Linked DNA regions of Mus musculus: regions 1, 2, 3 and 4 are each linked to region 5. A link is a contact called in public HiChIP or PLAC-seq data. All regions are on one chromosome and are shown on one strand. The core of a region is the stretch at or near the end of the contact, and the rest is flanking DNA. Distances in the headings are between cores, read along the strand shown.

Evidence for each region. HiChIP or PLAC-seq counts read pairs in DNA pulled down with a chosen protein or histone mark.
Region 1: an H3K27ac HiChIP or PLAC-seq map of extraembryonic endoderm stem cells shows a contact between it and region 5. The contact joins two enhancer-like sites. A contact is called at or near these places in 1 of 15 datasets of contacts at CTCF or cohesin (embryonic stem cells), 14 of 484 Hi-C or Micro-C datasets (embryonic stem cells, extraembryonic endoderm stem cells, olfactory sensory neurons and 1 more), 5 of 115 datasets of contacts at active chromatin or transcription factors (differentiating embryonic stem cells, embryonic stem cells, extraembryonic endoderm stem cells and 1 more) and 1 of 9 other capture datasets (embryonic stem cells).
Region 2: a contact with region 5 is called in an H3K27ac HiChIP or PLAC-seq map of extraembryonic endoderm stem cells. The contact joins two enhancer-like sites. A contact is called at or near these places in 1 of 484 Hi-C or Micro-C datasets (liver), 1 of 115 datasets of contacts at active chromatin or transcription factors (extraembryonic endoderm stem cells) and 1 of 9 other capture datasets (embryonic stem cells).
Region 3: an H3K27ac HiChIP or PLAC-seq map of extraembryonic endoderm stem cells shows a contact between it and region 5. The contact joins two enhancer-like sites. A contact is called at or near these places in 2 of 39 promoter capture datasets (embryonic stem cells and pre-B cells) and 5 of 115 datasets of contacts at active chromatin or transcription factors (embryonic stem cells, extraembryonic endoderm stem cells and trophoblast stem cells).
Region 4: a contact with region 5 is called in an H3K27ac HiChIP or PLAC-seq map of trophoblast stem cells, with 2.6 times the contacts expected there. The contact joins two enhancer-like sites. A contact is called at or near these places in 5 of 115 datasets of contacts at active chromatin or transcription factors (embryonic stem cells, extraembryonic endoderm stem cells, stem cell-derived epiblast-like cells and 1 more).

The regions. Positions count from the first base shown.
Region 1 is chr12:12,639,080-12,641,779 of GRCm38.p6, forward strand. No RefSeq gene overlaps it. Among named protein-coding and RNA genes, the nearest start is that of Gm34637, 29 kb to the right of the region's middle. Within about 2 kb of position 1,297, at least 1 of the 459 cell types and tissues checked has an H3K27ac peak or open chromatin away from gene starts, as enhancers often do. A contact at or near this core is called in extraembryonic endoderm stem cells, where this site is marked.
Region 2 is chr12:12,508,119-12,510,818 of GRCm38.p6, forward strand. All of the region lies in intron 2 of Gm34489 (a long non-coding RNA gene), which reads left to right. Among named protein-coding and RNA genes, the nearest start is that of Gm34489, 88 kb to the left of the region's middle. Within about 2 kb of position 1,388, at least 39 of the 459 cell types and tissues checked have an H3K27ac peak or open chromatin away from gene starts, as enhancers often do. A contact at or near this core is called in extraembryonic endoderm stem cells, where this site is marked.
Region 3 is chr12:12,692,627-12,695,326 of GRCm38.p6, forward strand. It overlaps Gm34696 (a long non-coding RNA gene), which reads right to left. Exons shown (of 6, transcript XR_872489.1): 4 at 1-2,700. Among named protein-coding and RNA genes, the nearest start is that of Gm25538, 6.1 kb to the right of the region's middle. Within about 2 kb of position 1,360, at least 21 of the 459 cell types and tissues checked have an H3K27ac peak or open chromatin away from gene starts, as enhancers often do. A contact at or near this core is called in extraembryonic endoderm stem cells, where this site is marked.
Region 4 is chr12:12,579,512-12,582,211 of GRCm38.p6, forward strand. No RefSeq gene overlaps it. Among named protein-coding and RNA genes, the nearest start is that of Gm34637, 89 kb to the right of the region's middle. Within about 2 kb of position 1,395, at least 118 of the 459 cell types and tissues checked have an H3K27ac peak or open chromatin away from gene starts, as enhancers often do. A contact at or near this core is called in trophoblast stem cells, where this site is marked.
Region 5 is chr12:12,992,610-12,995,309 of GRCm38.p6, forward strand. It overlaps Gm35208 (a long non-coding RNA gene), which reads left to right. Exons shown (of 4, transcript XR_381277.3): 2 at 688-889; 3 at 1,050-1,108; 4 at 1,219-1,740. Among named protein-coding and RNA genes, the nearest start is that of Gm35208, 6.6 kb to the left of the region's middle. Within about 2 kb of position 1,417, at least 56 of the 459 cell types and tissues checked have an H3K27ac peak or open chromatin away from gene starts, as enhancers often do. A contact at or near this core is called in extraembryonic endoderm stem cells and trophoblast stem cells, where this site is marked.

The DNA of each region.
Region 1 (2,700 bases), core at 47-2,546, 350 kb before region 5:
CCCACAGAGCATATCACCCCCTTAACTCACACAGTGCTAGATAGATAGATAGATAGATAGATAGATAGATAGATAGATAGATAGATATTGATCTATGCACATTAGCTGAACTGTGATGGGCACTTTCTTTTGTTTTGCATTAGTGTTCAGGTCTGTAGTAAATCACAATGACATATAATTATGGTTTGGTTTGGTCTTTTTGTTTTTTGAGACAGGGTCCCTCTCTATACCTCTGGTTGTCCTGGATGTCATTATGTACACCAGGCTGGCCTCACAGAGATCCTACTTGGTCTGCTTCCTGAGTGCAAAAACAAAAACAAAAACCTTAAGGATTATCAGGAAGACTAGAGAGCTTTAGAAAGACTGGAAAAGGCTGAAAGTCTCCTATTCTTTCACCCAAGTGTACAACAGAAAACCTTGTTGGTTACTAAGAAGTGGGTAGGGATTACTCCTCACTAACAGTCAATCAATTAACAAAGCAGTTCTGAAGAGTGAAATGACAGTAACAGGCCCAAGAAAAGACAACACTTGGAGAAGATGTGACATGTCTTGCAAATTTGAAGGATGTTTTCTGTCAAAACTGTCAAGGCCCAGATAATATCCTTATTTTTGATCTCCAAAAATCCATTTCTGTAAGATATCTGGGACCATAATCATGATAGGTGTGTAGCACACCAATCTACATATTGTCCTAGTGTTCTGGGTTGATCATTCCTCTCCACAAACCAAACATTTGTGTTTGATGCTCCAAAAGGCTGAGCCTTTGACTCTGCCCAGCTTACCCAGAGCAACAGCCATTCATTCCCTCCTATCTCCAACTAGCTCCATCCTCCTCATTCAATAGCCATTCGCTCCGTGATAGTCCTCCTCTCCTGGATAACTCCCAAAACATCTGTTCTTCTGATGCCTGGTTTTAGCTCACTGGTGGGTCTGACAGTATCTCTTAAGCTTTTATCTCACACACTGTCTTTGGCTCAACTCTTTAAAACAAGAGATTATCAAAGTTGGTGGGAATTGTTTTGTTTTGTTTTGTTTCATTTTCTGGGGGGTTAGGTTTTTTGTCTTGTTTCAGTTTTGAGGGGTTGTTTTTGTTTTTTCTTAAATTTTATGAAAGATTCAGTTCACTTACAAATAAATAGGTTAGGAGATTTTACTTGTAATTTTAAATCCTAGAGATTAACCTATCCGTTTCAATTTGTTCTAACTATTCAATATTTACACCATTCTTCTGCCTGACTAATCTTATCTAGTCCTTCTTAAATGCATCATTGAAAGGCCATCTCTTCCAAGAAGTACCTCAGATGACCAGTGTCTGCCTAGGAGTCTGCCTCCTGACTCACCCAGCATCCTGGTTTTGTGGCTCACCTCTTACCATGCTTTTTCCAAATTTCCATGTGTCTACCTTGTTAAACTTTTAGATGACAACACACACACACACACACACACACCTTTTTTTTTTTTCTCTTGGGTTTAGCACAGTGTCTGGAACATGGTCCAAAGTCAATAGTTATAAAGTTTCACAGATGAATTCCATTTGATTCAAAAGGTTATCTCTGTCCTCATTGGGTACCGTCCCTGGGTTTGTGTCTACTTGTGTGAACTAGACATGGTAATATATGCCTCCCAGATACTGTATCATACAGTCACACACATGATGCCTCATGAATGACAAGTACCACAGAGCAGTAGTCATGCTTGTTGACACTATTATCTATAACAGATGATATCTATTTAACTAAAATTAACTGAGCAATCTGTGATTTACTTATTAGTAACTATTACCTTTACTTATGTCCACTTTTCACAACCCTCTGCCTTTCCTTTCAAGTGTCTAAGTGAGAGCAAAAATGATCAGGCATCCAGAAGATTCCAAATATCCAAGTGCAAGGCCGTCTGCACATGCAGAGTTTGAGCATTTGGCCAGCTTTGTGCTGTCTCCAGCAGCTCTTCCTCTAGGTTCTCCTGGGTTCTGGAAAGCTACTATGCAAAGCACAGAGAAAGCACAACCCTGCAAAACAGAGCAAAAGGTAAAGCCCAGCCTATTGTGAACACCTTCTGGGGACCCAGGCTGTCTGTACCTTGAAGTGTTCACCAAGAATTCTCACTTTTCTATGCCTGGGGAAGCAAGAGTCCTGAGCTGATCTAGTGAGTGCATTCTGGCATTGGCTTATAGGGTTTTAGGTGAACAGAATCAAAATCAGTTCTGCCATGGTGAAGGTGGAAAGTAGATACATACCCAATATATACAGTAGACTGGGAGATGGAGATTTCCCCAACAGGAAATACAGATAGTTAAAAACATAATGCAAAAGGCAAGGGTCACTTATCTCATGAAAAATCAAAGAAGACAAGATCAGGTTCCTGGCCAAAGACAAAAGTCAGTAAAATAACTCCTAACAAGGTGCCTACTCCAATTGTCATCAGAGAGGCTTCATTCAGCAACTGATGGGAGAAGATTCAGAGAGCCACAAACCAAACATTAGGGAGAGCTTGGGGGATCTCATAGAAGAGAAGAGGAAGAACTGTAGGAGCCAGAGGAATTGAGGACATCAAGAGACCACTCCCACAGAATCAACTAAGCAGGGCTCATAAGGGCTCACAGAGACTGAAGCAACAATCAGGGTCTGAGATAGGTCTTCTGCATACGTGTTACTTTTGTGTAACTTGGTGTTCTTGTAGAACTCCTAACAGAAAGTGGGG
Region 2 (2,700 bases), core at 138-2,637, 480 kb before region 5:
GACAAAAACAATCTGAGAACCTGTGAGGGTAAAGCCAGGCAAGAGAAGAAAGAAAGTCTGATTTAATGTAAATATATTAAGAATATACATACTTTCTTAGTCAGTCTGCTGGATTTTGTTTTTTAATTTGGTATTCACCTCCCTTTTGATGCTTACCAGGCCCTTCGAGCTGCTGTTGACATTAGCTGATGTGTGGTCTTTAGCTGTGACATATGTAATTAACAAACAGGATAAATATACGCCTCACCATTCTGATATAAGTGGTGTAATTAGATATTTCTCTTTACATTCTTTAGAGAGAGATTCACAATCAGCAGAAGGATGACTGAAACAACGACCCAATGCATTTCCACAATTTAACAGAGACTCGTTCTCTAAGCAGCACTCATGCGAAGCCAAAGGGATTGTTTGCTATGAAGGCTTAGTGCCCCCTCCAAGAAGATGTATTCAGTTGAATTGAATTCAATTGACAACTCAAAGAAATCATTCATATTCAATTCAAAGTGCGGTTTTCAGTCGTCAAAAGTTGGAAGCCTGTCTTTTATTCAGAGTTTCCACATCGTGTAGGGGGAAGGGGTGTTTGTCTTTTGTTATTTCTTCTTCCTCCCTGTGCAATTAGACAGAAGCAATAGAGTCTCACCAAGACAGTCTCTCTGACTTTTTAGATTATAAGAATAATGTTAAAACAGATAGCTATTTGGGACAGAGGAGGGAATGAAGGAAAATCAACTCTTCGCCTTTGCAGTGGGGCTGCACACATACAGAGCAAGCACCATCCTTCGCCTTTGCAGTGGGGCTGCACACATACAGAGCAAGCACCATCTACACTAGAACCAGTTACCATCCAGCTTAATCCCCTCAACCTCAGTCTCCTTCACTTCTGCTCCAAACCCTCAGCTCATCCCATTGATGTTTCTAGTGTTCTCTGGATACGTCTGGATTTTCAGGCCAACTTAGCGAACAGGGAGTGTTTCCACTATTTTCAACTTGAAGGTATTTCTCTCTGGCCTGGTGGATAACTTGGTAACTTTGCTTCTTAAGGGTTAGGTGAGCCAGGGACACCCAAGACATGTCTGTAAAAGGCTCACTCGCAGAACAAGGAGCCTCATAATACTGCTTTTGCAAAGTGCAATAAATGCCCAAGTCTTGTGAGCAATAGTGGGCCCTTGCACAGGACAATTAAACATTAACAGGCCCTGGGGCCTTGGGAGCAGGGCCCAGCAACCCTTTGAAGCCCTGTTTGCCAATTAAACACCGTCTGACATTTGTGTCAAGGTGGCAGGGATCCAAAGCAGAGATAGGAACGTCAACCACTTCAGGGGCTTTCATTAGCTCCCCAGACATTCCTGGCCTGGCCTGTTTCTTTACTATTGCCAAATCCACACCCTGCTCGGGAACTCGGGGCTCTGAGAAAGTTTACTGAGATAAGCTTATAATGGAAATAGCACTTTGTCACCCTTTACCACTCGCTCCTTGTTCAATTATCTTTTATCTGTTTAGAGTATTTGCCAGCTCTCCCAACGCCCCCTAGGATGAAACTATTGGACCAAAAGCCCTCACTGGGGTTGTAAAGAGGTGTGGTGGGGGGGGGGGGTGGAGGGGGGTGGGAGGTGCCACTTTGTGTTTGCCAGTCTGATCCAGGAGCCCTGGACTCTCCCCATATTTTTTTAAACTCTATGAACATACTAGTAAAAACCTCTTGCATTTCCTAGTGTGGGGAAAACATTCTTTTGGAGGCAGAACAGCGGGCACTCGAGCTTCTCACAAGTAGTAAAATGGAACTGGATATCTGGGTGATGAGAATTTCACAAGTTACTAGGCAAGGTAGTGAGCACTAGTGTGTCCCACCCTCTACTCGAGGTGTCCTCTGTAAATGGGTGTCTAGCCTTGAAGTGTCATGAATGAAATTAGTTGAGATAGGTCTTGGTCAGATCTCTCACCACCATACCTTGTGATGGGCTAACTGAGTTACCATTGACATGAAGTGCCATACCATTTCTTTGATGCCTGAAGACAGTGAGGTATGTGATCATCTCAGCCCTGATGCCAGGATATAGGCTCCATTTCTGTTGCTGAGATAGATGCAAATGTGCATGGAAACTCCCCATCACGAAGCAGCAGTAACCTCTGCCTTCAAGGGAGAAGAATGCACTGACCCACTGCCAACTGGCCAAAGCAGGTGACAATGTATGACACATGTCATCATAGGTACTGCAGATGCTATCTACCCACACCTTACTTTGGCGGAAGATACCTGCCATGTTTTGAGGAAACTCAAGAGCCTTGTGGAGAATCCACTTGAGGAAGAAACAAAGCTACCTGCCCAAAGCCCACACATACCAGAGCCCCTCTGCCAAAAACCACCTGATAGAACTTGAAGACACAGTGCCACAGCCAAGCCAGAGATGGCATGTCCCTATTGACTGCTAACTCAGTTCAATCACAACACATGACTGCTCAGCCTATCTACTCGGTGAGTTCCTGACCTGTTGAAAAGGTGATTTAGTCAACATTTATGGTTTGAACCACAGTTTGGGGTTATCTGATATGGGGGTAGTAGATAGATAACTAATGCACCTCAACTAACTGCTAAGGAACTACTAAAGATCTTAGAGTAGAGAGACAAAAAAGCTTGGTCACTTACAAGCTGTGTGACCTTGAAAGATGCACCTGCTGTCTGTTGTATGGATGGACTTACCC
Region 3 (2,700 bases), core at 110-2,609, 300 kb before region 5:
TCCCAAAAGTGTAATGATTGTCACTCTCTGGAGATAGATACTAAGGGAGAATGTATTCCATGTGGTTCTCCTGGTTTGGGGTGGTGGGCTGAGATCCTTGGCTTGTAACAGCCTCACTCCAGACTCTGACTCTGCCTTTGTATAAAAATATCAAAATGACTTCATTAGAACTAATTATATCTGCAAAAAAAATGCTATTTCTAGATGAAGCCATATTCTGGTTCTGGGTAGACATGAACTCGAGTAACAGAGTCCGGTCTAGTATACTGCTTGTATGCCTGATTAGGTCTATACTACTATAGATTTGATCCTGTGATCTGGCAGTAAATTCTATTATAATCCTTCCTTCAAGATACTGACGCTCCAAGAGTCTGTGGGATGCTCTTTCATAATGCTCACCATACATGTTTGTATTCATCTATATATTCATTTGTCACAATCATGGGAAGAGACCAAGTCCTATTTTACATGTTTGTTTATTTCTTCTGTTCCTTTGCAGGGCCTGGCACTCAACAGGCTTGCTGAGGAAATTACTAACTTATGGTTCAGGAGAGTGATTTACAAGGCCCCGTGCTCACTATATAAAACCTGCCCTCCACTTTCAGACAATCGCATCCTCCAGTAAAGTCCTGCTACCAAGGGAGTCCCCACTTATGTCCCTGAGCTGAACCTGAAGGCTGACATGCATGATCCATTTGGAGATCTGAGAGTCTAGACCCTGTGTTGGCTATGACGATTACCCTTGAATCACATACCTGGCCACTTCCTCCCTGTTTTTCAGGCTTCATCTAAAAATGGGTTGAGAAGAAGCACGGGGACTGCCGGGCATCCTGGGTTGTCTCTAGTCAGTGAGGCGCGTACTGCCTCCCATACCTGACCTTTTATGGGTGCCGGGGGTTTGAATTCAGTCCTTGCACAGTAAGCACTTCAAGTACCGAACCACCTCTCCGTCCCCTCGTATTTCAAAGGAAACAAGAATGAGCCCAATTAATCGAGTCACCTCCTCAGCCTCACAGCACACTTACCAGAGACTCTAAAGCAGTGGTTCTCAACCTGTGGGTCGCAATCATTAGAAAACACATATTTACAAACGGACTTAGGAACTGAGACACCACTCCGTGGCAAAAATGAAGTAGAAAAAAATAATACGTTTAGAGGATTCCTACGAGTATCGGAAATACGTGTTTTCTGTTAAGAGTCCTGACACCAGGTTGAGAATCGCTGCTACAGTCACGGGTCATGTGATGAGAAAGGTCGAGGAAGAAACTGAGGTTTGCCTGAGCCAGAATCTGCTCCCTACAACACTGAGACAGGGCTGCCTGTGGCTCGATGTATGTGTAGCCCCGCAGGCATCCTCTGAAGGAATGCGAGTCTCCTTCTCACCGCAGGATTTGGGCTTTATTTTAAACAGGAATGTGTTGTTCTTCAGACAACGTAAAGAATATGTGCAGCTTCTGGGGAGCGACAACAGCTGAGAACCCCACACTGGTTCTGGATGAAATTCAATGCACGCCGACCTAATCGCCATGACCGGGAATTTGGAAGGAGTCTGAAGCGCCTTCGTGTTATTGGACAAACACTGCCTCTTCCCAAGCAGGCTGGGGCGTTGCGGTGAAAGGCCTTTGATAAGAAGAGGCAGGCCCCTGGGAGGCGAGGCGAGCCACCCACCACTTTCTTAGGCGCTATTGTCCCAGGCTGGGGATTGTGATGTGAGGCTCCTGGTGCACACAATACCGCACCTCCCGCAATGGGCCATTCATTGGGCCTCAAGGTTCCCTGATGGGAGGGAGCCCGTTGACCCCGGATAATAGATGAAAGTGTTTCTCACTTGCCTTCGCCTCCTGACCTTTTGCCACCATTTTTCATGCACTGTCTCCTCTCCAGCCAGACAGGAGAATTCTTCCTCTGATGCGCAGGCCGGGTGACCCTCTCCTGCATGCATGCAGAAGCGGGTTGCTTATGGAGGACAGCCAGAGGAGACCTTGCCTTATGTGCCCAAGGCAAGCTGGAGTCATTTCCTCCCCTGCCCCACTCCTTACATTCACATGTGTATGCATAAATGTTTGTGAGCATAGACACCCTCTTCTTGCACCGGTATAGGACCTGCATACCAAAAATCCAAACCAGTAAGTGTTCATTTGCTCATTTTCCTTCTCTGGAGTCTACTCTCTCTCTCACTCCAGGTGGAAAATAGTTTCAAGTTCACTACAGCAGGTCTCCCCTTACTCGCAGTCTTCTCAGAAGGAGCAGGTCACAAACCACATGTGTGGAGGTGACAGCAGATCTCGCCATACAAAGTTTGCACTGGGACACCAGGACAAGAAGAACCTCCGATGCTCCAGTACCCTACAATTAACTAGGCTGTAACTAGCACATAGGTCGAAGCCCCTGCATCCAGCCCCTAGGCTTCATCCCAAAATGCCTCTTTGAAAGGATAAATTCTCCATTGACAGTAAGAAAGCAATCAGGCCCTGACAAGGGTGTTGTCCTATAGTTAAAGGTCACCAAATTGTGGCTGGCGATATAGCTCTGTTAGAGAGGGCTTGCCTGCCACGCACAAAGCACTGGGTTCAGGCTGGAAAGATAGCCCAGTGGGTAGGAGCACTTGTTTGCCTTGAAAACAAAAGGACAAATACTTTTGTTTAAATCCCCAGCACACAGGTAAAAGCTGAGCATTGCCACACGTGCTATAACCCCAGT
Region 4 (2,700 bases), core at 145-2,644, 410 kb before region 5:
GTGGGATTCTGCCTGCAGACACCATGGGATGGCCAGAGGTGACTGTCCAGCAGATAAAAGGGTTTACTGGGCAGGCCTGGCGCTTGCTTACTGCTGCCCAGGCCACCATTGCCTGCTTGAACTCTTCCCTTAGGCTGTCAGATCTCAGAGACAAATGTTGCCAAATTCAACTCAGTTCTCAAACTCTGTGTCCTCTACCACATAGCCAAGTTGGGAGCTTTGCTGGTGAAGGCTGATCTTCCCTTTCCATCAATTCTAGTTCACCACCGTGCTTGTGCCTGGAAAATTATTGGTCAGGCACACCCTCTATCCCCATGGAGAAGTCCAGTCATGAACGCAAGGAAGAAACAGTGTCTAAAATGTAAAGAACTACACAAGGTCAGAATGTGTCAGGTAGGAATGATCTACCACCATAATCAAATGAGCAAAGGCCCAGGATGGGCACCGCAGCCCCCTTTGACCATTTTTTAATCCTCATACGAAAAATAACAGATATTATGGTTTGGCTAGGCACGACACTGCATGCCTATAAACCCAGAACTTGAGAGGTTTCTGCAAGTTCAAGGCCAGCCTGAACTATGTGAGCTCCTGTCTTGAAAATAAATAAATAAATAAATAAATAAATAAATAAGTCAAGCAAAGCCAGAACACAGCTGGTACTAGCTCCTGCCAATCACCATTTTACAGAAGGTAGTGATATAAAACCACTGGGTGTGAGGTCTCCCATTCTAGCCTCAAGCAGGGATCAATGAGTATGGTTTGAGTAAAGGAGTAAGTGAAAGAGTTTGCTCAAAATAATCATCAATTCATTTGCATTTGTAAATCAAAGGAAGGAACCTTAGGGCCAGAAATGAGCTAAACAAAGTTGAGTTGCTTCAGATTTTGGCTTCGCAGAGTCCAACTGCAGAAAATCAAATCAAGAAGGGGCTTTTCTCTGGCTGTTTAATAGCTAATTGGTGCTACTCCACACAATGGCCCCTGTAGAGACCTCAAGGAGCCTTATGAGGTAGACTGGTCTCTAGTCTCTGCATCAACCCTGAGAAAGTTAGACACTATCTCTCACGTGAGTCCAAAGGACTCGTGAGCCCAGTGTTCTGGATTGGCGGGGGGGGGGGGGGGAGGGGGTAGGGGGGCGCTTGCCCCTGGGTTTGCATTCCATCCCTGGCAGAAACACTGGGGAACTTGATGCTGGAGAGCCCAGGAAAGTTCTGCTATTCTAATGCCTCAAGGTGTCAGACGCTTAGAAAGGAGATTTCTGCTTTCCTCTCCCACCCACCGTCTCATCACGCCCTGGGGTTTGCCCGGAAGGATGGGGGCACTTCCCCTTTCTAGCCCTTGTTGTGGGTGGAGGGGGACTATACTTCCTGCCACGCCCCCAACATACATACCGGAGTGACCTGTTGATCACAGGTTCTGTGTGAGACTTCTGTCTCTATTGCCTTCTCTGCGGTGTCAAACCAAGAGTGCAAGCCTGCCTTCTCTCCCAGTGGGGAGTCACTCTATGAGGACAAGAAGCAGTGCGTCTATTTTGCACCCTCGGGCTGGGCCCTCTGCCCCCTGGGGTGACTTAATCCAGTCTATTGTTCAGGACTCTAGGGATTATATGTAAATTCTCTCAAATTGCAGCTGCTCACACCACCACCCCCTTTGACTGAAGAGAAGCAAAGGGATGGACGCAGAGACTGTCCCTTTTCTGGGGTCAGAAGTATTAACTTATGGACCTGACTCCGCCACCAGCTCCCTGAAAACAAACAAACAAACAAACAAACAACAACAAAAACCTGAGCAAGTCACTTTCCCTTTCAGGGGTGCTCGCTGTGAAATGAAGAGGCGAGACTAAAGGGTTACACTGGGGGATGCTGGGGTGGGGGGAGAGCCACATTCCTGGGGAGTGACACAATCCCAAACAGGGAGATCAAAGGGGCTCCACGAGAGAGGCCCCAACCAGGAGCTTGCAGGCCTGTGTCTGGGGTGGGTAATTAGCTCCTGCCGCCACCTTCCTCTCCTGTGGGTGAGCTGTGGGCTTCGAGACAAGCCGCCCCCCCCCGCCCCCTCCAGCACCCCAGGGAAGGGAAAGGAGGAAGGTAGGGAGAGAACCCACCAGGAACAGTGACATGTGTGGTGAACTTTATGTTAGACAGATGCAAAATTTAAACATTTTAACAGAAAGCAGTCCACTCCGCGCTTGCTCCGCACCAGTGTGAGAACGCACTGTGTGGATACCTCTTAAAGTATTTGATGAGAGACTAAAAGGCTGACAGGCTAACACTTCACTTCCTTCCAATTAGGGGCCTTTAACATCAAAGGCCCAGGCCCCACTCTGCCCGGCTTACTTGAATGAATTAGGGAAGAGAATGGGTCCAGGGATTGCTGGTTCTCTCCCTCGCGGAGGCTGGAACTCTGGGGGCTTTAATAAGATGTTTGAGGTCAAAAGGGGTCAGGCCTTTGACTGGGAGCACCGGGAAACTGCCAGAGTGTTTCAATATGCGTGGTGTTTGTCATGCAATCAGGCCCGCCAAAAGCTCCCCATGTGGGGCCTGTCTTTGGGGGACCCTTTTGGAGATGGAGCCGCCAGGGGTCCCACCTTAGTGAGTATGCGTTAAGCCAGGACTGCCTGTCAATCAAAGCCCTGGAGCCCAGGTGATACAAGCAAGCATAGGCTGGGCCTTGCTGGTGCTTCCCCCGGTTTGCTAGGGAGGT
Region 5 (2,700 bases), core at 167-2,666:
CCTTTTCACTGGGATAAATAATGAATGCCCTGTCAGCATATAGACTTCTTCATATCTCAGATTTTAATTTGTTTGTGTGTATATACATACATTCACACACACACACACACACGGAAGTGAAATTTCTGGGTCATATGCTTGAACATTGACTCTCAAGTAAAGACTCTCTGTAGTGTGACCTGGGGTAGGGTGATCTGGGGTAGGTGCTCCTTTCTGTATGTCACTGGAAATGAAAACTTGAGTTAGGCATCACTTACAGGACAGGGATGGTATATTGGTATGAGAGATAAAGAAAAGAGTCCGTTGGCTATGCAACAGCTATTCACAAGTTAGAGTGGCTGAAAGATTTGTCCTGTTAAGGTGGCCTCTGAGGATTGCCTCTGGCCTGCGAGAGACCCTGGCATAGCTGCATTCCCTAGTATATAGTGTCCCCCCACCCTCCACTTCCTGCAAGCAGATTGTGTTCCTGGAAAGTTATGGTGAGTACTATTTTAGAGCTCATTATTCAAGGAACCCTGGGGTGGTTCCTTCTGGAAAAGCAAGGCTTTGTTGGTGGAGGAAATAGCAAGTTCTAAATGACTTGCCATAAATCTGAGCCTTGGTATACAAGCTCTGGCCTAGTGTGGGATGTCACGGTTGATAGGCTCCTCTCACTCTGCCCGTCCCTGTCACCTGGTGTTTATCCAGGTGTCACCAGGTACAAAACGGATCCTTTCCTTCAGAAGAGAAGCAGTGAGTTTTGTTGCAGCACATGGGCTTGGAAGACTTCCGATCCTGCCTTCCTGGTCATTCTCTGCTGTTATCTGAGTAACACTGACCAAGTGACTTATCCTCTTTGGGCCCTCACTTCCTCATCTGAAAAACATAGATGGCGTGCGGGAAGGATTGGGTAAGCTGACGCTGTTTAGCCCATGACAGAGAGACAATTAGCCTGCTCACATGAGGAGGCCTGGGAAGAATATACTCAGGAAACCTGGGATTTCTTGTTTCAGAATGGTTTTGATGAGGCTTTCAGACCAGCAAACATTGTTTTTTTTTCTTTTGAGCAGCAATGCCAGGATGAAAGATCTTTCCTATGGGTGGACAGCTTTCTGCAGGCCTCCCTAGTGTAAGTAAGGCTCCTGGCTGATTTGTCTGCCTTTCAAACCAAGCCTTTGTTTCACTGTCCTTACTGTGCGCTCTTGTCCTTTTGATCACTTGTTCTTTATAACAAAACAGGTGCCAAGTTCTACCAACAAGCAAGAGCCAAGACCACGGAAACTGTGACCAGCATAATACAAATTGTGTTTTCTGAGCACTGGATTAAAAAAGAACCTCTAAGATAAAAACTGGAAGTAGTTTTCTCAAGAGGGGACTGCTGCTGCCCCATGGAGTCAGGACAAAGCCCTGCCGTCTGTTTGGTGCATTGTGGAATCTCACATTGCTCACATTCCGCCAACCCTCGAGATAGGCAGCACTATGACCATTGTCCTCATTTAGGACCTGCAAAAACTGAGTTCCAATCAGTAAAGCCAGTTGCCCCAGGAAACGAGCTGATGGGTGGATGAGGCAGTATCTCCTCTGGCCACAGCAGGCCAGCAATCCTGAGCCACTCTGTAGGCCTGCAATGGAGGGAGGCTCTTATACTCTAACCATCAGTGTTAACAAACTGAGAGACCCTTTTATGGTCCCAGGCTTATAGCTGGTGTGTGTGTGTGTGTGTGTGTGTGTAGCCATGCAGATGGTTAGCTCATTAATAAATAATAGCCACCATTCTTGACATTTCCAGGGTCAGTTGTGCAACAACTGAAGATGGAATTCCTCAGTGCAGGAAATAGCCTGCACAACAAAGCACTCTTATCTCAGGGGAGGCAGCTGAGATTTCTTGGGCTCCTGCGCCTTCTCTGGCTTGGTTAGTTTTACCCTCAGGGACCCGTCCTCAGACAGGCGCCAGAGCCTCTAAGAGGGTAGGGCTCACAGACCAGCTGAACCCCAGCCTCGCCTGTACTCAACATTCCCAAACATCTGTGGAATGAAGGATGAACCAATTCTTGGCCTTGCCATTCCCATCTGTGAATCAGGACAATAATGGTGTGTGAATGTGTGCACTGTGACAACTGAAGGAGAGATCAGCCCAGCTGTCTAGGCACTTGGAACCAGCTATTAGGTGGTGTGGTGATGGCTTTGCCCATTGGCTAGCTGGGGAGAGGGAAGAGGGGTCTTTAGGTGTTAACCAAGAAGGCTTCAGTGAGCCCAAGATGATGCACTGAGGAAATTTTGTGCACTACCATCTACAGCAGGGGCTATAAAACTCCAGGTGGCAGGAGTCTTGGGGCAAAGTAGATTAGAAAGAGGTTCTGTCACACCTTTCTAAGCTGCCTCATGCTCACCTAGGCTCCTGGGAAGCTTGGTTCTGCTCTCTCAGGAATGAGGATGTGATGCCCCAGGACCTCCCGGGACTTTGTTTCTGTGATTCACAATCGGGAAAAATGAGTCTTTTCCGCCGTGGCCAGGATGACCTCCACGTCCAGTCTTTTTGGCAAGTATCTTTGCATGCACTGCAGCATGTGCTCATGTGTGTGTGTGTGTGTGTGTGTTTCTACCATGCTTCCAATCCTATTTCTCTGAGTGTCTGACTGTGGGGTTCATCTCCATGAACCACTATAGTGGGACTCCACCTGCCTGCTAGTTGATCAGGTCTCCCTTGTGGCCTGCCCTTTA